Regions from separate parts of the Dromaius novaehollandiae genome. Here region 2 is linked to region 1. Evidence: chromatin contacts called from public Hi-C data. All regions are on one chromosome and are shown on one strand. The core of a region is the stretch at or near the end of the contact, and the rest is flanking DNA. Distances in the headings are between cores, read along the strand shown. Region 1 holds the start of CGNL1 (cingulin like 1). Region 2 overlaps MYZAP (myocardial zonula adherens protein).

What was found. A called contact is a pair of places that touch in the nucleus more often than the background predicts.
Region 2: a Hi-C map of ovary shows a contact between it and region 1, with 3 times the contacts expected there. The contact joins the enhancer-like site here to the promoter of CGNL1 in region 1. A contact is called at or near these places in 2 of 4 Hi-C or Micro-C datasets (brain and ovary).

What each region holds. Positions count from the first base shown.
Region 1 is chr10:16,441,857-16,448,320 of bDroNov1.hap1, reverse strand. CGNL1 (cingulin like 1) reads right to left here and starts at 3,570. Exons shown (of 19, transcript XM_064517430.1): 1 at 3,488-3,570.
Region 2 is chr10:16,582,652-16,589,115 of bDroNov1.hap1, reverse strand. It overlaps MYZAP (myocardial zonula adherens protein), which reads right to left. Exons shown (of 15, transcript XM_064517428.1): 13 at 1,004-1,699; 14 at 84-306. Among named protein-coding and RNA genes, the nearest start is that of MYZAP, 52 kb to the right of the region's middle. Within about 2 kb of position 2,520, at least 1 of the 2 cell types and tissues checked has open chromatin away from gene starts, as enhancers often do.

The DNA.
Region 1 (6,464 bases), core at 2,321-4,820:
TTCTATTTCACATAAAACAGAAGTTTTTGTATTACGCCTACGCTTGGATAAATTTCTTCCAAGAAGGCTGCCAGCTCTGTTGGCAGAGATGGTACAAGGTCACAGCAAATGCACTGAGCTCTAATCCCAAACAGTGGTGACTCCATGACTACCACTTCACTAAATCTTCAACCCATGCATTCCTAGCTTGTCAATTCCTCAGGTTTAAACATTAAATTGTCATATTCAGCCATACTGAAAAATATTACCATTTAAATTTAACTCCACTCAGAGAGGCAAGGCCAAAATAGTTTCTGAAATGTGTTAATGTTTCCAGTTAAACATGTCCGAAACAGTCACTCTATGAGCACACAAAATACCTACTCTCCTGCAACAGCCTGGTAAGATAACATTCTCCAACAGGGTTAGAAACATCCTTTTGCCAAAAGAGGACAGAGAACACACAAACATTTTTTTCTTTAGCACATACTACCAACACAGCCTTCAAGACTTGGGAAAAAAAAACACGTAAACTTCCAAACCGAAGCTGAGGATGAGTTAAAACTACCACCTCCCTCAGAATGCAGTTTGTTGAGAACATGGCTTCAGCAACAAAACTAGAGAAATTCTAACATCTTCACCTCATCCTGGCCATTCATGATGTAGTTCTTCTTCATCTCTATATCATACAGAGGCAGCTTTTTGTAAAGCCCAGTTGTGAACCATGTCACTGAACTGGTAAGGTAGAAGATAACCTCCTCCCATCGAAAAAAGGAACGGGATGCGGGGCAGAGAGGAGAGGGAGAAGAAGAAGGACACATACTTCTAAGCCTACTTCATCTTAATACAAAGGCAGTATGTAACTCAAAAATTTCTGCTGCTGTTCAGAATTGCATACACAGGCTACAGAAGTGAGGAAACTGGTCTATCTTTTTACTTTTCATTGCCGTTTTTCAGAAAGCTGCTGGCATCAGTGATCTTGACCAGATTCTTGCTAATTCTTCTCCAGCAACACAAGTAGGCGCTGCCCTGGATTGAAAATCATTTTGCATAATCGGGCTTACATGCTTGGTATTAATACAGGCATTTTCAGGTTACCATCTCAGTGAAAGGGCCAGGTAATAAAGACGACATCAAAAAGCAGAAATGGTTAAACTTCAAGCTGCAGAAACTACACCAGTCTATTTTCAGTTAATTTCTGACATCAACAGAATCATTTGGCCCAAAAATACATAGGGTAGCTATTTTAAAATAATAACGTGCCCACCATGATGTAGGCTGAACGAACGCCTTGCAACAAACCTTTGCAAAAATGTTCATCTCGCATTGCTCCATGACAAAAGATTTAAATATTTAAGTTTGAGGTCATGCCATTTCACCTACACATTTCAGATGACACTGCAGACACTAGACAAACCAGTTTCACCAATACCCCAAGAAATATCAACTTCCTATTACACAATACAGGACAAGAGAAGGAACACAAGCATACTGTCATCCATTCTTTTTTTCTGCTTCGCCATCCTTTTATTGAGGTAAAATTCTTTACACAGGATCCATAACTGCACCACAGACCAGGTTTGCAGAAAACTAAATTCCACATCTTCCATATCTATCCTGTCAGGGGAAACCCTAAGCGCGTTCTCCAACATTTTGCTAGCGACAGTGAGAAACTAAAAACGCAGTTAGCAGAAATTAAAAAATGCTCAACTGCTTGGAGACAATCAGGCAGCCTAAACATGACGTCTCTTAGATTTAGAATAAGCATAAAGCAATCAAGTCAGATACTGAGAACAAAAACAGTTGTGTTACACACACCCATACACAACACAGTCTCTTCGGGAGAGCACCACAAATTCTGTAAGCAAACAGGTTAGCGATGATTACCCCTCCCTTTTCATTGCTATTATAACGTTACTGACATTCACTAAAACAATCCCCCCAGTTGTGTATTTGCAATTGAAGTGGGGTTTGGAAACAGTTAATGTCATCTGCAATTCAAGGAACTTTTCCAGTGATCGATACATTTGAAAAACACCACTAAATATTAAATACATACATGTATACATGTAAAGTTATTAATTTTCATAAAATATTTAATCTGAATCACTGCTTTTTTTTAGTTCGTATCAAGTTTGTTAAAAAGATCACCTTTCTTAACATGACAGACGACTTCTTCATGTAATATGCTGCTTACCACACTACTAAGAGTACACTCCAATACTGTATGAAAAGTTTTAATTTTCATTTATAACCTTTTCAAAAGAAACAAAAATCCTGACGACAAACTTACACTGTAATATAAAAACCTACCAGCGATTTTGTATGCTTTTATTTTAATCAGCAATCACCATAGTACACATTATGTGCACAGTGGAATTTATTCTGGGTCTAACGTGGGGGAAAAAAAGATGAGACAATTCAACGACATTTCTAGAAAATATAACTCTTAAATGATTATTCTTGCTAGTCAAATGATTTTTCACAAACCACCAAGAAGAGGTTACCAGTGGTTTGGTTCTCCCATCTTAATTACATTTTTACAAAAGTTTCAAAGTTCTGTTAAAACCAGCTCTATAGAGCAAAGCTTAAATATGAGCATGTGACAGAATTTGTTGTCAGAATAAGCATCAGACACTGAATCTGTCAAATTTATATGGGTATACCACAAATCCTTATATCCTAGGCGATTTCTGATTCATCTACAGGATTCATCTTACATAAGTGTGTGCAAGTCAAACACACTGTAGATGTTCAGATATATAAAAGCACCTTCAAGGGTAAGTTTCCAATATTTCTACTTTGATAATTATTCCAACTATATTGCAGTGATTTTTTTTTAATATTTTGCCCCGAAAAAAAGAAATCAGAGTGTAAAGCGAAATCACATGCAAAAAAAAAAAAAAAACCAGGAGAAAGATAAAAGCCGTAACAACTGTTCTTCTTCCGCCAACTGCAAATGCTTATCCAAATTCACCGCACAGCCCCCGCCGCCGCCCTCATCTCCCGATAAAGTTGTCACCGCGGGGGCGGGAGACAAATCCCACCCGCTGCCGGCAGCAGCCACAAACGGCCGAGGCGCCGCTCGCAGCCCCCCCCGGGAGAACGAGCCCGCACGGCGCGGGCACGCCCTTCGGCAAAAGAAACAACCCAACGAACCAAAAGAGCCCAAAACACAAGGCTAATTCGCGGAATAAAGAGGGAGACGCAGAAGTCGGGGCGCCCCTGACTGAGGAATGCCAGGAATCCCCGGAGGAATGTGCGCGGCGGGAGGGCGGGGGGCGCCCAGCCCCGCTCCGTTCACCTGAAGCCACGGGCCGGGCCGCCACCTTCCCGCCGCAGTCTCGGCGAAGGAGGCGACGGCGCCGCCGCCCCCCGCCGCGGGCTGGAGCCCCCCGCGCCCACCCGGCCCCCGGCACGCCCGCGGCGGCAGTCAGGCGTCGCTGGATCCCCGCGCGGCGCCCGGAGCTCCCCCCGCCCCTGCCCGCGCCGCCGCCGCTCTCCTCACCCGTCCCGGGCCGCCTCGCCCTGTGCCGCGGGCGCCCCGTCAACTCCGCGCCGCGCTCGCCGCCGCCCCCGCCCCCGCCCGGGCCAGGCGCGCTCGCAGCCGGAGCCGAGCGCCGACTGCCCGCCCCCTCCTGCGGGGGAGGGGGCGCCGGAGCGGCCGCGCCGAGGAGGGGCCGGGCGGGGGGCGCTCCCTCAGGTGAGCGGGGGGCGGGCGAGCGGCCACCTCGCGCGCTGCCGCCGTTTCCCGCCCCGCCCCGCGGCCGTTGCGCGCCTGAGGGCAGCGCGGCGCGCGCGACTCCTCGGGCCGCGGCCGTTGCGCGCCTGAGGGCAGCGCGGCGCGCGGGGCTTCCCGGGCCGCGGTCCTCGCAGCCGCGCGGCGCCAACTGCCGGCGCCACCTCGCCCGGCGCCCCGGGGGCCCAACCGAGCCCCCAGCCCCGGTGCTCCCGGCCGGGGGGGGGGGACGTTTCTGCGGGCAGCGCGGCGGAGGTAAGCGGGGGCTGGGGGAACCGCGGCTCCCCAGGACGCCCCCGGGCTCTCTTCAGCGGTTTGGATGGTTTTCGCAACATCTTCCACCAGGCCAGAGGTATCACTGAGAGGTGTTCCCAGATTTCCAGAAAATTCTATCCATGTGGGGCGACTTGAAGCGCTGCTGTGCTGCAGTGTGTCCCCCTCAGCCCATGCGCAGGGGAAGGCTACCTGCCGAGGGCCCTGGTTTTAAAAGTATGGCATACAACACATCCATGAGTGAATGTAAGCATCTCAAAAGAACCAGGCCTCTGTTAACCCTTTCCACCCTCAGAAATTTGTTCTCAGGGTTTAATTGAAACAGCTAAAACAAACAGCAGCATTGTCTGAAAAAAAGGCTATAGTAAGTACACTCAAATGCAAAATGTAATGATAGGCCCATGTCTAGAACAGAGAGAGAAACGTAAGGCAGTTAACATGAGAAGGAAGAATTCAGTATATGAGCTGTGAAAACCACTTACAAAGTTGTTGTATAGAGCAGTATGTATAGGCACACATCCTCTCCCAAATCCAGCTGTGCTGGATTCGCTCCTCACAAATCTGGCACTTCCCATACACTTCTGCTACTTCCTATGTCTCTGTCAAAAGAAGCCGGTTAGCAAACACCCACAACGTAAGCTGTAGGATATTGTGCAAGTTTGCTGTAGAGTGTGCCCCTGCCTTAATTAGGATGTATAAACAGAAGGGGGTTGACTAGAAAAGCAACTGTTTTCAATGCAACATTCATAGTGTCATTCCTGGGGCACTATATCCAGTTTTAGGCTCTGTACTGGAAAAAAAAAAAAAAAAAATTAAAAGCTCCCATGAATCTAGAATACTTCAGAAAATTAAGGGCAAAGCTGCCAGTCAGTTGAACTCACAGATATGCATATGGCCATATGTTATTACAATGGAAGTGTGAAGAAATATGCTGACAGTTTGTTCAGTTCTTCCTCTAGTTTTGTAATGTGTGAAGGAAGTGAACTTAATAGGCTACAAAATGTTTCACTAAAGAGGTGTATACACCCATAATTTTCAGGTTATTGTTAGAGGTGAAATTAAAACTGGTGTTAATCAGCAATGTTATACAATAATACATTTCCATTGCACTTAGAAATAAAACAGAAAAAATGAGAGATTCATTTCTTCCCAAAACAACCATGCCACAATGACTATTAGTCATTATTATGTAGTCTTTAATTAATTTTTTTTATTAAACATTACCTATCAGGTAACTCAGCTTCCTCAGCTACCTGTCAGGTAGCTCAGGAAGCAATTCAATTCTCATGTTGTGTGCTCAGTATTACACTGCTTAGGAAACTGTTCTCCTGTCCCACATTTTTTTGAGATTTTTCAGAAAAATTATTTCACATGAGAATGAAGCCAAGATTTTTTTTTCTTTTTTTTTTTTTTTTTTTTGGAGGGGGGGTATTAAAAAACCAAAGAAACAAGAAGTGGGACCATAGAAGCACAATTACTGAAACTATTATTTGAGCTATGGGAATCACAGACTGAAAAGCAGACCTTTGACTGGGTTTTGACTCCCAGTTTTATCCTAAGCTTTATAAGCCTTTGAGGAAAGTTTAATCTAAACCTGTACATTTTCATGAAAATTGTATTTTCAGTCAAACATTTTGTCAAAGAGTTCCTCACAGATCTTTGGCATATTCTGAACATGAGTTTTATGAGTATTTGGTATAATAATGCTACAAATATTAAGACTGTTCAGTAAGAGCCACAGTTCATCTGGAATTCAGTAAAAGCTCGAGATCGTCCAATTAGGTACGAATTTTTTGAAGGAGTGCATACAAACACAGCAACAAGATAGAATTGCATGGAAGACAAGAGATAGGTCATATACAGAATATCATCTCAGTGCAGACTACCATTTCCTTCCCTACTCTGATCCACCTACTTCTCTTTCTCCTCTTTAAATGAAGGCTTTGGTCCTTGTTTACAAAACTGGCTTGACACCATGATTAATGTCTCTCAGGCCAGGCAGTGTATTAGCAGACACTTGTGAAATACAATACAAAATGGAGTAAGCAGCTAAAGCAAAAACAAACAGTAATGCCCTAGCAGCTTGTGCTGCTCTAGATTAATTCCAGCTGCTAGCTACTCCAGCACACCTCAGGTATTGCATAGCACTCCCTAAATTCAGCTCTCCTTCCTCACTGAGTTAGACCATATTGAAACCTCGATTTTAAAGTGCCCTAGCAAGATACATGTCTATCTCTTACTATTCAACTACATAGTGAACTGTGTTATGACTTTTTATTATATTCCCCTGATTTCCTTACAGGAGAGGATCTGAGCCAATAATTTCTCTCACAGTGGAAAGGAAAAAAATCCTTCTTTCTCACAGCATATACTTACTTTGAAACATTGCTTCTGACACCTTTTACAGTATATATTGCAAGGTTTTTAGTGATTTTCTTAAATTATTATAAAAGGTTAGATATCTGTTGCTTAA
Region 2 (6,464 bases), core at 1,271-3,770, 140 kb before region 1:
TCAAAAGACGCCTGTATGCTCTCTTTTTTTAGGAGCAGTCCCAATTATATAATTACTTTCCAGACCAAGTCTTAAATACACACCTCATAAGCTTCTTTTTGCTGTATCTGAATTGCTATGGACTCCTCTATAGATAATAACTTAGCAGGGGCATGATGAAGTGGTGGTAGCCGAGCTGCTGTAATATCATTCAAATGTTTCTTGTCTCTAAGTCGTCTTTCTTCGGTAGTAATTGGAGATCCAAATCCCCCAGGCGAATGACTGGATGAGGAACCATGCGATGATCCACTTAGCTCTCCTGATAATCTATAAGGGATAAAACATGCAAGTTGTGAACCAAATTTGCAACATAAGGTTGAATAACTTCAGTTCTGAAACCACGTTACTCTGAGCACATAAGAGTTGAAAAGTTTGAAGAGCATATCAAGTGTTATGACACCATATACAAACTAAGAACAAGCAGCACTTTGAAAAGCTAAAAAGAAAAAAGCTTCTCATCATTTAGTCAGACATAGTTTCTCTGCAGAGAGAAAACGCCACAAATCATTCCTGACAGCGAGCAGAAAAGTAAGCCAACTAAGTAGCATACATGAAACAGCAATGTCTTGAGAATCAAGGAAAGTATAAACTGTTACTGCTGTCAATACAATGTGAATTGTAATTTCTGTAGTGGTGGAGGAAAAGCAAAGGCCAGCTACTACTAAGGTTCCCCGTAATCCACAAGAAACTTCTGCCAACCATTTAGTAGTTTTGTAGCTCAAGCTAAAAAAGTCTATGAAGACTTAAAAATTTTTTAAATGGGTAGAATTAGACCACTGCTCAATATTTAGATTCTGTACCTAATGCCGAAGAGCCGATATATTAACATAGCATGTCATATGACTTTAAATCTCTGTAATCACTACAAGAAAATAAATGCACCATGCTTGTTCTCCAATTTCCAATTTTATACAAATCAATTATTTCACCAAAAAAAAGAACAACCCTATGCTGTAATACTTACGTATTTGTTTTAAATTTGTTTTTCTTAATGATCGGGTTCTCAGCTCTAGACTTTAGAACTTCAATATAATGTGGTGTCTTGGTAGGCAGGCTGCCAAAGATATTGCCCTTATATTTAGCGACATTCTGCTCTTTCTCCAATACTCGTTCATTATTATCCCCATCTACAATTGTAACTTTTTGAAAGGCATCAACCAGCATGTCTTTATTCTTGTCCAAAGCACCTGTACTTTCTGTACCACCCTGAGAATTAATCCGAGATATCTGCTGATCATTTCTCAGATGAGTGCTTGTAGCCGACTTGGAGCTAATTTCGCAAAAATGATTCTGATCTTTTATAGCAGTCTTTATTTTATCATTTTTTCTCCGAGTCCTCTGATTTTCAGAAGCCGTATTTGTGGCATCTTGCTGAGTACATTCTGCCTCCTGTCTTTGGGAAGCGATCTTAGAGACTTCTTTAATATTAGAATTTTCATTAAAGGCTGAGGAATCTTCCTGGCTGGGGACGTCCTCATTTCGGGTTGCCTGCTGCTTGCTCTTATGAACCTCCTCCCGTTTCGCCTGGAACTCCAACCTGACAGCGGACAACAGCTCGGCTGTCTTTGCTATTTCTTCCTCTTGTGAAATGGCAAGTGTCAGCTTTTCAACAAAATCAGAGATCTTCTTACCCTTATCTGGAAGCCTAGCAATAAATTTCCTAAAAGAAAATAAGTAAGTTACATAAGAAGGTATAAAAAAATTGTATTTCAACTGGAGAGACAGATAGACTCTACTCCATTAAAGCAGCGAACGCTGCTTTAAGCCTCACTGTGACAGTAGGCTTCACCTCTGCGTATCGGGCTTCTGCAGACCGAAAGGGCGCAAAGGCAATCTCAGGCGCAATCTCGGGCGCGTGCTGTGGTAAGGCGAGCGCCACGCTTTCCTGCTCGGATACGGAAGCGCTGCTCCGAGCGGCGCAGCCCGCAGTTTCCCCGGTGCCTCCGGCGGGGCGGCAGCACCGACCGCTCCTGCCCTCCCGGGAGCAACCGCTCCGGTTTCACCGTGAATATCCGCAGGCCACAAAGTTACAGCCTGAGCTTGCGCCTGCCCCCAGCCGCGACCCTCGCACAACCGCGCGTCCCCAGAAAGCCACAGAACCGAGGGGGCCGCTAGAGCCAAGCGGGCGCTGCCGCCGCCCCGGCCGCTGCCGCCCGGCCTCCCGCCCCCCAAAGCCCAGGCAGCTCCCGAGCCGCGCGGCGGGTAGAGCCGTTCCGGCACACGCAGCCGCGCCCCCGCCGCGCTCACCGGTCCGCCAGCAGCCGCTGCTGCCGCCTCAGCATGTCGCGCAGCTCGGGGAGGCTGCGGCCCCGCAGCTCCGCGGCGCGGCCGGCCGCCGCTGCCATGCTGCCGCCGCGGGCCCGGCCGCATGTCCCTGCCGGAGCCGCCCGGGCCCGCCGCCGCCCGCCGCTTCCGCAGCGCACTGGGGGCCGCCATCTTACCGGAAGGGACGGCGGGGCGGCAGGGCCGCACTTGGTTGGAACGCGAACGGGGCGGGGGCGGGAGTGGGCCGCGCGCCAGGCGAGGGCTGCGGCCGTTAGCGCGGGCCCGGCGAGGACCGCCGCAGCGCGGCGCTGGCGGTGCCGGCACCGTGCGGGAACCGCGCCGCAAAACGGGGAGGGGGGAGCATTAGAGGCACAAAATGGAGATGATTCTCACAGTTCGGGGGGCCTATAGGTAGATTTCACCCCAAATCCTGGGGAAAGTCTTCCTGATAGATAGACACGATCCTAAAAGTAACGACAGGAGTGTTTCCTGCGCGCTCAGGCAGGCTGTCAGGCTCCAAGGGGGAGCGGAGCAGCAGGCCCAGGGCTAAGGCAGGCAGAGAGGGGACCGGGGCTGGGACGCGGCTTCCTATCTCGGGCTGAGTGTCGCAGGTGGTGGAGGAGATCTGCGGCCCGGGAGGCGCCGACTGGCAGCTTCTGCGCTGGACCCATCGGGCAGCATCGTTTTTTAGCCGCAGGGTTCTGCAGACACCTGAATTAACGTGAAGTTGGATCCCTGTGTCACAAAATCCCTGTTCTAGAAAGTTGACTTTGTATTCAAGAAACATATTCCATGTTAGCTGGGGTGTGGGAAACAGTGTAGAGCAGGGGCAGATTGCTCTTCCTTGAACTCAGCAGTCCTACTATACTCAGAAGGCTGCAAAAGCCTATGTTTTTCTTACTTACCTTAATTATTTTGGATTTTCATTGATGAAAGCCTTGCTATTTCCAAGGTAGGTAGCTTTCAGCTGAGTATAGATTCCTGTTTAGGATTTAAGGTTTAATTTTCACAGAATAAAGTTTTCTTTATATTGTATTTATTTTTAAACATATTTGTGTATAATACAGAGATGGAATGTGGAAACGCAGACTGTAATACTGGTTTGTTTACTCCAAACTTTCCTAGCTGATACAAGTGCCAAGAGCTTTAGTAAGTCTATTCCATCTAGTAGTAATAATAATAATAAGGTAATTAGCTGAATGGTGGTTCCCAGGTGGTAGATCTTGGTCTTTTTAAGTTGACCCCAGTAGAGGATTATTGGTCCAAGTAATAGTAAAGAGACACATTTCTCAGAGATTGTTAAAACAGTTGTTTTATGAACAGGATGAACTGAGGGTCTATCCCAGAGGGATTAGAGGAGGAAGCGTTTTAAAATGGCTACCCGCCCCTTTGTTTGCTCAGCTGGAAGGTGAATGGAGAGGCTGAGGGCCAGGGGAAATGAGATTAATCAAGTAGGCAGCTACCCATGGAAAAAAATACCATGGCCAGGGTGAGAAAAGCCAAGTTAACTGGCTGGTTCAAGAGACTGTTTCACTGTCTGTTGCTCGCAGCCTGGATCATCTCCCATGGAAAATCCCTCAGGGGATCTTCCCTAAGAGTTCAGGGAAGAGGCAATCACTGTGAGATTTTCCCAGGAGAAAAGCTCACTGCTGTAGGACACAGGTTCTAGTCGTCTGAATTGTAGCCTCTGTAATGCAGTCCTAAATTACCTTACCTATGTTAACATTTCTGTGACTTGCAAGAAGGAACTCTTCACCTTGTTTTTTAGCCTTTCTCCTGTGCAGATTGGAGAAAATGGAAGGCAAAATGGAAACACAGCACTGTTTCTGCCTGTGTGGAAGTGATAAGTCTGGAAGAAACCATGCTCATTAGACTGCTGTTCTGCAGTTGCATGATAAAGGTTCATCTCAGTTCAACTGCTGTTACTACATGTGCACAGAAGTAACACCAGTATTTACAGTGAGTTTCAGCTTATGTGCTGAACTGCATAAACACAGCAAAATAGAGCAAAAGATGAAGAGAATAAAGTGTCCTAATAACATGACTGCTGGGCGTCATGATTAATTGATTGCTGTGTAGCCTTACTTGGAACACCTTTCACCAAGTCTTTTTTTGAAGAAATAGTGTTCGTCTTTATTTACAGTTTGGGAGTGCTAAGTTTTGGAATACCATAGTCCATTTATGGATAACACACAGTTCAAGAATGATGATCAAATAGCTGGAATTCAGCAAGTGCTGGAACAAACATGCTCTTCTTTATGGAAAGATGGGCAGTAGATAATTTAGATACAAACGCTCAGGAACAAAAATCAATTTAACCTTTCTCAGTCAAGGAGCAGAGGTAAGCAGTTTTGGGACTGAGGAAAGTTACATAATTTTAGGCTTTGCTAGCCCTGGGGCCAAATACAGGTGTGTGGGAAAATCCTTAATAGCTGCATGTTGAGCATGGATAATCACTATCCAGCAATGCCTTCTGCAAGTTTCATCTTAGGACTTTGCTGGTGTTTCTCTTGGGAAACTGACACAATGTCATATTTGCAGTGCACAACAATACCGCTTTTCTCTAAGAAGGCTCTTAGATAGTAGAGCATGCTTTGCCTCTTGATTAGAGTTTATTTTCTATCACTTTCTTGAATATTTTGATCAGCATTCATGTGGGCTAAATATAAAACAAAATTATCTTTTTATTTCTTACATAATGGACTTTCCCATGTTCCTCCCTTAGGACATTATCTCAAGAGCTATTATTAGATACTACTTTAATACAGTCTGTTTTCTGTCACATATCTGAAGTTAATTATAGTTTATTCTAAAATAACATGTCTGGAATTGCTATGCAATTTAGTGTTATTTCTATGGCAAATGTCTTAGACACCATAAGAAAAGTAAATTATTAGTACAGCAATGGAGGAGAAAATTGGGTACACTAACAATAAACTACCTGAAGAAGAGACAACGCAATCCAAGGCTTGACAGAGAAGTATTCATCTTCGTAGAGCCTAGCTAAAAGGAAAGACAGGCATTCAGATAAGTACTGTATTCTAGCATAGATTTTTTTAATAGCTTACACCAGTCTATGCAATGGACATCTATGTCTGAATTTCTAGTATCTCTGTTTTATTGATGCCAGTTACTACTAAGCTGATGTATTCTAGTCACATATTTTGGGAGAGGTGGCCATGAAGTGCAGCTGGCTGAATTTTTTCAGGTGGAAAGATTTCCTGTCAGAAATATTTAAGTTTGACCAAAATTAATTACAACTTCTGAAAACTGAGAAGGTATTTTGTTACATAAATCATTTTCCATTGTCTTTTTCTCATTTCTTCCATTTCAGTTAATACATATCACTCTTCCTTCCCCTTTCTTTGGGAAATGGGGGAAAGGAGACTTTAGAAAGTATGACTGGGAGGGGGGGGAAATGTATTTTTACAGTTTCTTTGTTCCTAGGTGGAATTTTTTTTTTGGAGGGGGGGGCGAAAATCAAGCCACACATACAAAGTAAACCACCACCAAAATAATAGCAAAAAGGGGTATGAATATTTTGAATGAAAATGAATCAAAAGGAAAACTTTTTCATCAAAAGAATGCATCTTTGTAACAGAATTGTTTTATTTCTCTTTAACTTAAGAACTCCTCCATTAACCTCATTTTTCTCTTAAAAAAAAAATCACACTTTAAAGGCAATCCTACATATCCTTATATCCATCAATGTACTGTTTTAAATTTGGGAAGCAACTATCAGACTATTGCAGCATGTCTACACATCACTCACCTTTACAGTGTACTGTAACCTTGCTGACATTCACTTTTACATATTTTCTTTTTAATGCACTGGTCCCTTTTTATTCTGAAAATTTTCACATACCTCAAATTGTAGATGATTGCTACCACTTCATCTTGTTTTTCTTTTTTTTTTTTTCTTTTCCTCCAAGTTCTAGTGCTTGAGGTGGGGTGGTGAGGCCGTATTCATCAGGGTTCTTAAGCATATTTCTGCATGTGCAAATAGCCCCAAGTGTTTAAATAGCTTGTTGAACAGGAATGAAATAAAGTGTATTAAGTGGAACCAAAATCTCAGCATGTATGTCTCCATTCTGTGGAGCAGGTATCTCCTGTACAGAGATATGGTCTTAACAATATGGAGAGAAGAACTTACCTATTCA